3 separate regions of the Mus musculus genome follow, and regions 2 and 3 are each linked to region 1. The links are chromatin contacts, called in public HiChIP or PLAC-seq maps. All regions are on one chromosome and are shown on one strand. Each heading gives the region's core, a stretch centred on a gene start, on an enhancer-like site or on the middle of the called end of the contact. The rest is flanking DNA. Distances are from core to core; before and after follow the strand shown. Region 1 has its middle 49 kb from the start of Gm47708. Region 2 overlaps Gm33377 (a long non-coding RNA gene). Region 3 overlaps Ube2n (ubiquitin-conjugating enzyme E2N).

The links. HiChIP or PLAC-seq counts read pairs in DNA pulled down with a chosen protein or histone mark.
Region 2: a contact with region 1 is called in an H3K27ac HiChIP or PLAC-seq map of embryonic stem cells, with 2.7 times the contacts expected there. The contact joins two enhancer-like sites. A contact is called at or near these places in 1 of 39 promoter capture datasets (the 3T3-L1 cell line), 1 of 15 datasets of contacts at CTCF or cohesin (the NIH/3T3 cell line), 10 of 484 Hi-C or Micro-C datasets (the AML12 cell line, Sertoli cells, bone marrow-derived macrophages and 4 more), 11 of 115 datasets of contacts at active chromatin or transcription factors (bone marrow-derived macrophages, embryonic fibroblasts, embryonic stem cells and 3 more) and 3 of 9 other capture datasets (adipose tissue, embryonic stem cells and liver).
Region 3: an H3K27ac HiChIP or PLAC-seq map of embryonic stem cells shows a contact between it and region 1, with 5 read pairs. The contact joins two enhancer-like sites. A contact is called at or near these places in 17 of 39 promoter capture datasets (the HPC-7 cell line, the SN4741 cell line, cranial neural crest and 11 more), 47 of 484 Hi-C or Micro-C datasets (the 63-12 cell line, the AML12 cell line, the BV-2 cell line and 23 more), 14 of 115 datasets of contacts at active chromatin or transcription factors (embryonic stem cells, fetal liver, hepatocytes and 4 more) and 4 of 9 other capture datasets (adipose tissue, embryonic stem cells, liver and 1 more).

Annotation. Positions count from the first base shown.
Region 1 is chr10:95,679,622-95,683,303 of GRCm38.p6, forward strand. No RefSeq gene overlaps it. Among named protein-coding and RNA genes, the nearest start is that of Gm47708, 49 kb to the right of the region's middle. Within about 2 kb of position 1,555, at least 89 of the 459 cell types and tissues checked have an H3K27ac peak or open chromatin away from gene starts, as enhancers often do. A contact at or near this core is called in embryonic stem cells and granulosa cells, where this site is marked.
Region 2 is chr10:95,878,435-95,882,116 of GRCm38.p6, forward strand. All of the region lies in intron 3 of Gm33377 (a long non-coding RNA gene), which reads left to right. Among named protein-coding and RNA genes, the nearest start is that of Gm24433, 18 kb to the right of the region's middle. Within about 2 kb of position 1,892, at least 88 of the 459 cell types and tissues checked have an H3K27ac peak or open chromatin away from gene starts, as enhancers often do. A contact at or near this core is called in embryonic stem cells, where this site is marked.
Region 3 is chr10:95,543,480-95,547,161 of GRCm38.p6, forward strand. Ube2n (ubiquitin-conjugating enzyme E2N) reads left to right here. Exons shown (of 4, transcript NM_080560.3): 4 at 1-2,179. Nudt4 (nudix (nucleoside diphosphate linked moiety X)-type motif 4) reads right to left here. Exons shown (of 5, transcript NM_027722.5): 5 at 3,528-3,682. Among named protein-coding and RNA genes, the nearest start is that of Mir3058, 14 kb to the right of the region's middle. Within about 2 kb of position 1,767, at least 36 of the 459 cell types and tissues checked have an H3K27ac peak or open chromatin away from gene starts, as enhancers often do. A contact at or near this core is called in embryonic stem cells and granulosa cells, where this site is marked.

The DNA.
Region 1 (3,682 bases), core at 305-2,804:
ATTTAAACCATTTCATTGTAAAATAGAACACATGCCAACGTGCTATATAGAAATTATTGAAAACGTACGAATCATTTATTTCAGCAGGTTTTTTTTTTCTTTTTTTATGTACAATTTTGGGGCCAGGGTGAGTGGAAACCACAGGAAGAAAGATTGTAGCAAGGATTGGTGACATTTGATTGCTCGCTAAAGGAGGCCAGATACACGAAGTAGCTTTCAATACTCTAAAATTGTCCCACACACCCCAAAGGAAGGCCAATAGACAACCCATCTCCCTTGCAGATTCCTTAGCCTTCATGCCCTAACCACCAAGGACATTCTCTCTTCTTGGCCCTGGGGAACACATCTACTGTTCTCATCTGGTTTAATCTAATTTTCAGTGTGTATGTGGGGAGAGGTCATCCTTTTTATTTCTTTGGCAATGACCAAAATATTCCTTCAGGACCCTCCTCCTATTTAATGTTTCTACTTTGGGCATAAGTCCCGGCTCCTTCTCAGCGAGGCTATGGTCCTAACCTTTTGGGGTTGCTGTGGGCAACTATACAATTGGCTGTTACTGCTCAGGGCTGTGGGAACAGCTTTCCAAAACAGCTAAGCGACCCAAACCCAGACAAGCGCGTCTGGATCTGTGAAGTGCTTCTCGTATTTTGTTTCCTTTTCTGTGCACAGATATTTAAAAATAGATAGTAAGAACTTGCAATCGCCGTGAGGGGAGTTGTGTGTAGAAGGACGGCCCCTCCTTTGGAAATGACATCGTTACGGCTTTTTAGAATGTGAGCAGATTTGACATAGTAGAAAAAAAAATATGGATATTTTGGTCTGTATCCCACTTCCTGGCATACAGCTACACCAAACCGCGTGTCAGTTCTCAGAAATGATGTGACTTTTGGATGCTAACGGGATTTCTGATGTTTAGGGCCTCTTGGGTAGTCTTCAGACAGAGGCTGGTTGCCAAGGGAAACAGCCAAGTGAAGCAACAACTTGGACTTTCAGCCTTACCCTCTCCTCTGACCTCTGGAGAGGGAGAGGGGCGGGCTAGCCTTTGAGGTGATCGTTGTTGGCCAATGGCTGAATTAAAACCCAAAAGGAAGCTGTGGAGAGCTTCGGGTTCATTTAACAATCTGCCTATATTTAGATTCTGGGAGAATGGCAAGGCTCGACTTTGCCAAGGTGAAGAGTTACACGTTAGAGCAGCCTCCGTCTCTCCCGGGGTGGGTGCCTGTCGGAGGCACGGAGGTCTTTGCGCTCACCGACAAGCGTTAGGGGACCTGGATGTTCATCATACGAGTTGACCCTTCAAAGGGAAAAGTGGATAGCCTGCAATCTGCCCAGAAGGCTGGGACTGGAAATGGCTAAGAGCTTGGTGACCTGTGTGCTGTCTGTGTGGCTGCGACCACACTGGATCCGGCCCTTACTGTGAGGTTGTCACTCTGCGGAACTTTGTGGAAAGTTGTCTGTGGGATGTTTTTGTGCACGGTGTATTAAATGCTGATGTCAGTATCTAGAGACCTGGTGGCTGTCTGGACTTTGGAACTGTCATTATTATGGAGCATTTCCTGATTCGCTATTTTGTAAGATATTGCTTTCCATCACCTTCTGATTGGTTAATATAGAGCGTAACAGCTTATAACTGGGCAGGAGAGGCGGGACTTCCGTGAGGGGGTGGGGAGGGGAGAAGATCTCAGGTGGGACCTGGTGAGTCGCTATTGGGACACAAATGAAGGCCAGGGAGAGACCAAAAACTGGCAGGTAAGGCGCCATATGGCTGGAAAGTAGGCAAGACCAGCATTATCAGGGTAGAATAGCTTAAACTCTGCCCAACTATAGTACCTGAAGCTTGTTAAATAATATAAAGGTCTCTGTGTCATTTATTCAGAGCAAGGTCAGGCATAGAAAAGCCCACGCTTTAACAGGCGTTATATGTACTTTACAACGAATCTTGATGCATTCACATCTTAAGCTTTACTGAGCTTGTGGGATTGAATTAATTATCACCAGGAAGATCTCACCAAACTGTGCTACACTGAAATATGCCTAAAATAAACCACTTGGGGTTAGATTTCCAAAGTCTAAACCAACACTAGCTACTAAGACATGTTGACGCAAACCACTTCCTTCTGATAACTGAAGTGATCACACAGACTCCCTATAAATGCTGTCCCTGACCCCATTGCTTCCCATGCTTCCTGGATGGAAGCACAGATCTTGAGGTATTGTGGCTAATGGCTGGGGTAGGTCTGGGATCAGGGAGAGACAAGGGTAAGCATATATGTGTGTGTGTGTGTATAATTTTTATATATAAAATGTATATTATATATTAAAATAATAGACAACATATTTTACATATAAAATAAATTATTTATATATAAATACTATACATAATTTATAAATAATGTATAGTATTTATATATAAATTGTTATTTTATATACACATACACACATGTGTATATATACATATATACATATACACATATACACATACATATATACATACATACATATATGTATATATATATCTTCCCCTGAGACCTCGTGTCTTTAGAGAAGCCTGCTGAAGACCAGAGCAGGGGCTTGCCAGCTGCAGTACCCATGTCCACAGGAAGCTACACTTACTAAAGTTGTTACGGAAAGAACACCATGAGCCCAGGCAGCGTCCCCTCAAAGACTCAGGTGCAAAGGTGCTTGGCCTTGTGTCCCAAGTGGCTTTAACTTTTCAGCTGGAGAAGCACGGCACAGCTCAGTGTTTAACTTACATGCCCAAGGCAGTGTAGTGTTTCCAGGTGTCTCATGGACAAAGTCACACAGTGTTTGATGATTGGAAATCTTCAAAGGACACATTTTCCTTTTGCCTGGGTGAGATCAGGCCGGGAGAAAGAGGAACAGATGACATAGGGTGAAGACGTGGGACACGGGGAACACAAAGGGAAGTTGTAATAAGCAGTTATTTTGTCAGTTTTCCTCTCAGGAATGAGGGGTCAGTGTCGATGTGAAGATGGACGAGGGCAGGTGAGAGGGCTCAGTGGGTAAAGGGGCTTGCTGCTAAGCCTGATGCCCTGAGTTCAGTCCCTGGGACTCACATGGTAGAAAGACAGAACAGACCCCAGAAAATTGTTTCCTGGTATTTGTATGTGTGTGTGCATGCAAGCACATGTGAACACACCTATAAATACACACTAAATCATATATATGTCCATGCATATATATGAATTACTAATGGTTATATTTTAGATATAAGCCAATTAAACTAAAAATGGATGGATGTTAAAAGGAAGAGTGAACAAATCAATGGATAAGCATAGTAGTGAACATGCGTAACTGTTAAACGGTGAAGTGGTCGACAGGTCGGCTGGACACCCAAAGCCATTAGTCAGCAGCTTCTCTTCCTTTCAGTTAAAAGCAAGGCCTCGTTATTCGGTCTGCATCTGTGGTCGCTGTGTGACTCGTTTCCAGTCAATGAAAAGTGGAATGTCTGTTTAATGATTTCCTGCGCTCCCCTCCCCCCACCTCCACAGCCAGCTGATTCAGAATGTGGTTGGAGGAGCCGATGCTTGGAACTGCTGCTGTAGCCCTGTTGGCAGAGTGAGGGGGTCAAGGGTTAACAGGGATACTGACTGCCCTTAGTCAGTCAGCCAAACACATAAGCTATGTCCTTCTCTAGGTCTCCTGGGAGCCAAGTTGCTTT
Region 2 (3,682 bases), core at 642-3,141, 200 kb after region 1:
ACCTCCACATCAATTATCGTTTATAGGAAGTCCTGATAAGTGCCATGGCGATAGAAAGTTTAAACAGTTCTGCAGATCAGCTGTGCGAATGAGGTCCCAGTGAGCATGTGCAAGATGAGAGTCTGGCTACAGGATATCGCACAGCTGAGGACCATGAAAGGATTGTTGGCAGCACAGAGATCTCTCAGTCCTTTCTCAATACAGCCAAGTGCAGTGTACAAAAAGCAAGCAAGCAAACAAACAAACAAACAAACACTATATGCATTCTACAAACAGAATGTCCTACCTCAGTTCAGGGAAACAGATGTTTGCCATAGACCAGTAGAGCCTCAGGAGGGCGGGAAAATGCTGAGCAAAAGGATCCAGCCTAGAACTGACTCTGCTCTGAAGGGCTCTGTGGACGACCAGAATGTTCCTTCCTAAAATATGAAGGATTGTTGCACTGAAGATGCTAAAGAAAGATGCCAGACAGAAAGATGCTGTCTCACCTCCCTCTGTCCAAAAGCAAGACACAGAATTTTAGAAATAAAATCTGCCGTGCCTCCTATCCCTCCAGCATATATGCATTACCAAAGAGAACAAAGCTTAATGACCGGAGACACTGTGAAGTACCGTGTGCTAGCTCATGTCTGCAATCCCAGCATCTGCCAAATCTTCTCCAGAATACACATGGGGCCAGCCTGAGCTGCACGGGACCCTGTCTCAAAAACAAATGAACAGAATGAAGAAGAAGAAAAATACAGTTTGGAGAGGAATATGACCTTTATCTGACAGTTGTTTGCTTTCCCCTGTAACTTCTCATAGACACACAAAATCCTTTTCCTCTGAATCATTAAGTCTATTACAATGCACTTGTTTGTTGTTAAGGATGCTGAATAAACTGGAATTCAAAGTCATCTCTCTGAAAACAACTCATTCCATAGGTGTCCTCCGTGTATACATGAAGCAGACATGCAGGCAACACGCCTATAGCTCCAGAAACCGAGACAGGAGGATGGGTGTGGGTTCAAGGCTAGCCTGGGTTACCCAGTGAGAGTTGGTTCCAGACTAGCCAGTACTACATAGTCAGACCGTATCCCTGAAAGAAAAGAACAATAATCAATAGCTTCGGTCTGATCTCTTATTCTCTGAACTCTAAAAACACAAATCACAACAGCAGTGGTTTGAATATGCGCCTAGTTTTCATGTGTCAGAAACGTAGTGGTTTGAATGAGAATGGCCCACAGAGACTCATATATTTGAATGTTTAGTCCCCAGTTGGTGGAACTGTTTAGGAAGGATGGGTAGATGTAGCCTTATTGAAAGAAGTGTGTCACTGTGGTTGGGCTTGGGGTTTCAAACACCTACTGACATTCCCAATGCATTCTCTGCCTCCTACTTGTGGATTGAGAGACGTGAGCTTCAGCTGCCGCTCCAGCCACTTGCTGCCGTGCCTTTGCTTGTCCATCATAACTCTAACCCTCTAATTAAACTCTTTTTTTAATTTTTTTAAAAAATAAATTGCCAAGATAAATAAATAAATTAGCTAGCCTTGGCCTTGGTGTTTTGTCATAGCAACAGAAAAGTAACTAAGACAGTCGATGTACTTGGACATTTGATTCCCTGTAGTTATTGCTTGGGAGGAACCTTAAGGAGGTAGAGTGTTGCTAGAGGAAGTAGATCACTGGGGGCAAGCTTTGAGGTTTTCTAACCTGACGCCACTTCCTGTTCTTTCTGTTTCCTGAAATGTGATCTCTCTGGCTTTCTGATTTCTGGTTCCTGCGGTTCCTACTCCGGTGCCAGCCCCACCAAGGCGGCTTTCTGATTTCTGGTTCCTGCGGTTCCTACTCCGGTGCCAGCCCCACCAAGGCGGCTTGTACCCACTTAAGCAAAACCTTCCCTCCTCTAAGCTCAGGAACAGAAAGAAACCGATACAGTGCGTGGTGCAGCGGTGTGGAGCAGTGGGGATAACACACCCACTAACTGAGATCAGAAGATAGCGCAACTTACTCAAGGCTGAGGTAAATCAGCAGCTAACAGTGGCGAGGAGGATACAAAGCAAGGATAAAGATTCCTCAGTGTAGAGGGTCAAATTCCCCTGGACTGAACTGAAAGTAATCCTCCTGCCCCACCCCTCTGACTGCTGTGATTACTGGAGTGTGCGTCTGCACCCAGTTACTTTTTTTTTTTTTTTTTTTTTTTTAAGTTCCTGATACTTGGCATGCCTAAAGAGATCCACCCAACAGAACTGAACTAGACAAATCCAGACAAAGTAAGGGTAGTCTCACAGTTTAGCTCGCAGTTTTTAACTAATGACTCTGGACTTGTCCCTCTAACCTGCATCATTTCCTGAACCTCGATTTCATTTCCTGTGACCTGCTAGGCACCTTTAGTCAAATGTCCTACTGATACTCAAAACTCAGTACTGCTGCTTGGAAACACATCTGCCAGCGTTTCACCAGAAAGGCAAGGCAAGAAAGAGCACATACCTGCAGTCCTGGGCTGGGGAGACAGAGGTCTGAAAAATCACGGGCTTGAGACCAGCCTGGGCTCTATCAAGACGGTCATATGTATATGTAAATCTAGATGTATATGTATATCGTATATGTGTATCCTATATATATATATATATACTTGATCTCACGTCTAACCTTTACTAAACAGACTATATAAAAGCCTCTGTTTCCATGGTTATAAAATGTTGAGTGCTGTACATAACAGAAATACTGGAAGCTGGGCATGGTGGCGCATGCCTTTAATCTGAGCACTTGGGAGGCAGAGGCAGGTGGATTTCTGAGTTCGAGGCCAGCCTGGTCTACAGAATGAGTTCCAGGACAGCCAGGGCTACACAGAGAAACCCTGTCTCGAAAAAACAAACAAAGTACTAGGAAAATACTAGGAAAAGTAAGAAATGCAGTAGTATTGAATGCACAGCGTAGTATCCTTTTTTTTACAGTCCTTGCTTCGTGTTATTACCAAAAATGTAACATTTTTTTCTCATACCTTCCTTTTTCCTCCTCCCTTTTCCTTCCTTTCTTTCTGTCTGTCTTTTGCAATAGTATCATGAGGTCCAGGCTAGCCTCGACCTCCCTATATAGTTGAGGATGACCCTGAATTTCTGATTCCTTCCGCACCTCCTCCATGCTGGGATTTGAGCTGGACACCATGGCCCTCGGCAGCTCTTCTTTCTTGATCCTCAAATTCAACCAGTTGCTCAGTTGTGAGGGTCAAGACCCCACGCCCCCACCCACCCACCCCTGCATGCAGCATCCCCTGCCCTCAACTGCTTCTCCCTCTTGGTCCTGCCACAAAACAGAGGACAGTGGCTGATTATGACCTCCAGGTGCAAATACCTTGACTGCCACAAAGATAGTCTGTTCCCTGTCTCTCTCAGTTCCTCTCTCTTCCATTCCTGAGTTCTGAGAGCTCAGGATTCCTTCGGGTGGAACCATCTGGGTCCTATATCGTTCCAACCATTCCCCAGACAACACTGCAGTGATGTTACCGCGCTCGTTGACATGGGAGTCAGGTTCACTTTCCTGCAAGACTCCTTCCTTTGCAGCCCTGACATGCACATTTAATTTGTTGCCCCATTTAACACAATCCTCTGCTTTAACCCCAAAATACACAAAAGAGCACATTTCCTGCAGGGGACGGGGAACCAGTCAGCTAAACTGCTTTTGCTTTCCTAACCCCAAGGCGG
Region 3 (3,682 bases), core at 517-3,016, 140 kb before region 1:
AGGCAGTTTTGAGTCCTCCTGCAGACCTAATGAACCCGGCAAGTGGTGTCATTGGCTCTTCAGTTCCTGTGCATTTGCTATGTAGCCCTGGCTGTCCTGGAACTCACTATTACAGACCAGGCTGGCCTTCAACCCAGAGATCTGGCTGCCTCTTCTAGGATCAAAGGCCACTGTGCCCAGCTATTCCTTTTATCCTTTAATTTGCTCTTAGTAGTTGTTTTTTTTCCTGTGTAAAACAATCCCTTTCCACATTTTCTACATGGAATTTCTGATTCTTGCTATTTTAAAGTCGTATACATGTAAATGCTAACCTTATGGTCAGAAATCTTCATCTCCATAATCTTCATGCAAGGTTATGGATTTCTTCATAACTTAAGTTTTTTTTCTCTTTTGAATGCAGACTATTTTATTGTGTTAGAATAGAATTTAATAGAATTATCTATTAAAATTATATTTTCAACATATAAGAGCTTTTGACAACTGATAACTGGATCCTTCCAAATAAATGCATTTTGTTAACAAATGTAAAGTTTAGAATAAAATTGCTAATGGCCCTACCTGATACTGTGAAATTTTAAACTCTCTAACAGCAGTTGTTACAATTCTTGGCCTGAGTACATCTTTGTCCATGGCTAAGACAGTTCTCACTTTAAAAAAGCAGACTTGACAGGACTTGAAGTTAACCATTCACCACTCAGCATTCCATCCTGAAAGCCAGAGCTGCTCCTAGTCATAGCTGATGCCTTACACATTACCCACAGTGGCCTGGTGGGCAGAGGTTTCAGTTTTCCCAGTTTACATTAGGACTCCTAATTTCCTGGCATCACATTTTCTTTGAAGGTTTTGATGAGTCCCATTGTTTGAAATTTGCTCTCTTAGCCAGTTGGAAGAAGCAAGAATTGTTACTTATGCCTGGGCTGAAAAGAAACAACAGGTTGAGGTGGAGGTTGAACTCTGGTAACTACACCTGGCTTATGGACCTGTTTTCGTTGGCCAGGAAAATGGTTGGTTCAGAGCTGTTAAATGATAGTATTGCAGAAACTCGGGATAGTGAATAAGACGTAGCACTAATTAGACTGATGATCATTGTGTGGACATCTCCTGGCAGGAGCTGAGTAGCAGTTACCACTGGATGACATGCCATTCTCTTTTTCTGTTTAAAGTAGGTCGGAATCATTCCCAGCCTACCTGTTTCTGTATGTGTGGTTCTGTTTTCTTACAAAGTTTTGACTTTGTAGCCCCAGCAAAAGAAAGACATTCACTTAACAAAAGCATATTAACATTTGCCTGCTGCTTGCTGGTTTGAGGATGTAGATGTGAATGAATAGTTTGGGCCTTTCCTTTGAAGGGACAGCATAGGCGTGGGAACAACACAATAGTTGCAGCTCCTCTTGGAAAGGCTAATCTTCTGGACTCAAATCAGACAAACGCCTCCAACCTCCAGAAATCTGCACATGCAGAGCTCAGAGAGAGAAGAAAACCAACTTCTTCCAAATTGGCATCTTGAAGTCAGTTCTGAAGCCCTAGAGTATAAATGTGGGCTTTGTGGTTTGAAGTTTTTGTTCTCTTTTGTTGTCTATTTTGCTGTGATTCACTTCTACTGTGAGATTAGTTAGCCTTGGTTCACTCAGATCATAGGCATTCTGTATATAATACTGAATACTCACACTAGACCAGGAATGTACTTGTAAGATAAAGTTCAGTGTAAATCGATATATTCAAACCACAGGGGTGCTGTGCTCAGCATTTCTCCGGAGGGTGGGGAAGACCATCTGGTGTTCTGTAAGAGTGCTCCCAGTCAGCCAAGTAGACCTCAGTGGTGTCATGTGGACAGTTGGTTGGCTTTGTTTCCCTGGTGGTTTAGGTATTGTTCTCTTGACTAATGTAATAACATCAGTTTTTATTACTGCAGAATCGGAAGTTTTAGGACTACATAGGAGAGCTATCCACATACAAATTACGAAGTGAGATGAGAAATTGGGTACCTAACCCACTATTCCGTAAGAAATATGTAATATTTCATTGGAATGTATTCTGGGGCTGGGAGCAACATTTCATTTAGCTATGAAGCATGCCGCCTTTTAAGGAGCTATATCAGGGTTTATATTTTAAGTAAAAGGAAAACATGTTGAATGTAATTTCAAAGAAGTATAAACAATAAAAACGTATACCGATTGGATGTGATGATTTGACTGGTCTGTTTCCTGCACTGCTCACTCACCTCCACACTCATTTCATTATCACTAAGGCTGGGCATCTTTGCTCTCAGGGTTAGCCTTTCCCTCTACACACTTCTGTTACTAGGGATTGAACCTTTTCTTGTGTGAGTTAGGCAAGTACCTCCAAGATGATAGTCATCTATCTTAGCTGGAATCGTCCAGGAAGGTATTAAAAACCAGGGAGAAGCTGGGTTAGGGGGCAAAATGACTTTAAATCCCAGTATTAAAGGCTAAGTAATCAGCTCAAGGCCAGCACAGAATACTTTAGTACCAGGACAGCTGGGGCTTTTAGGGAAGGCACAGGGTGTTTTGTCTATATGAGCACCATGTTTGTGGCACTAACCTCAGACTAGTTTGTAAGCCGATGTATGGGTGTTAGGAAACGGCAATTCACCTCATGATAAAGCTTGATTTTGGAAGATCTTTGTTTCTGTGTATCTCTGGCTGGCCTGGAACTCAGAAATCCCCTTGCCTCTGCCTCCCAAGTGCTGGGCGTGCACCACCACACCCGACTTCAATAAAATTTTTACAAACTATAGAACAAAAAAGCTATACATGGAAGACTTAGATGCTATGCATAAACAGATAGTGAGGCAGCTGGTTATTCTATCCAGTGTGACAGAAAATCCTGGTTTTTCTCTGTAGTCCTGGCTGCCCTGGAATTTCTCTATAGCCCAGGCTGACCTTGAACTGAGATCTTCCTGCCCCTGCTAACTATGCCTGGCTTCAGACTTGGAAATTGAGACCAATAGAGACCAGGCTGGCTTTGAACCTGTGATTGATTAGCATAGCAGTGCTGCTCTCCTTGTCTCCCAGAGCTTAAAGGCATGTGTTATTACTACTTACCCAGCCCAAACTACTGCATTTAATCACTGCTCTGAAACTTCTAGTTCTTTTACATGTTTGAGTGGAAATTATAGTAAGGAATGTCCTGTTATTTTTCTAGTTTTGGTTATTAACCTATTAGGAAACTTCATGGCGTTAAGCCACCAATCCAAGTTAGTCGAAGTGCACAAGAGCTGTGTGTGTGTGTATGAAGTCTGATGTGAGTTTTACTGTAGAATGCCACATGGAAGTATAGAATGGCTGCACATGATATAAATCTAGCTGAGGGAACAGATTCTATACAGCAAAGGCATAGCTCTGAAACCTGTGTGTGTGATGCTGTGAACCTCTGTGGGTGCTGGAACCAATGTCAGATCATTTCAAAGAAGAGCAAACACTCTTAAGCCATTTCTCTAGCCCCCTGTAAAAGCATGTACCTGAAAGATGAAAACAGGCTCTTCTTAAACTAAAAATAAACATACAGAGGTTGTTTCCATTTTTATTTGATGTTTCCAAACGTAAAAAAGTCAAGATTCTTACAATTCTTACAACAGTTCGAATGCAACCATCTCAGATGAGACCATGCAAAGCAACTCTTGTACACATACCCTTTTCTCTCCTTCACCTTTGCTGCTTCA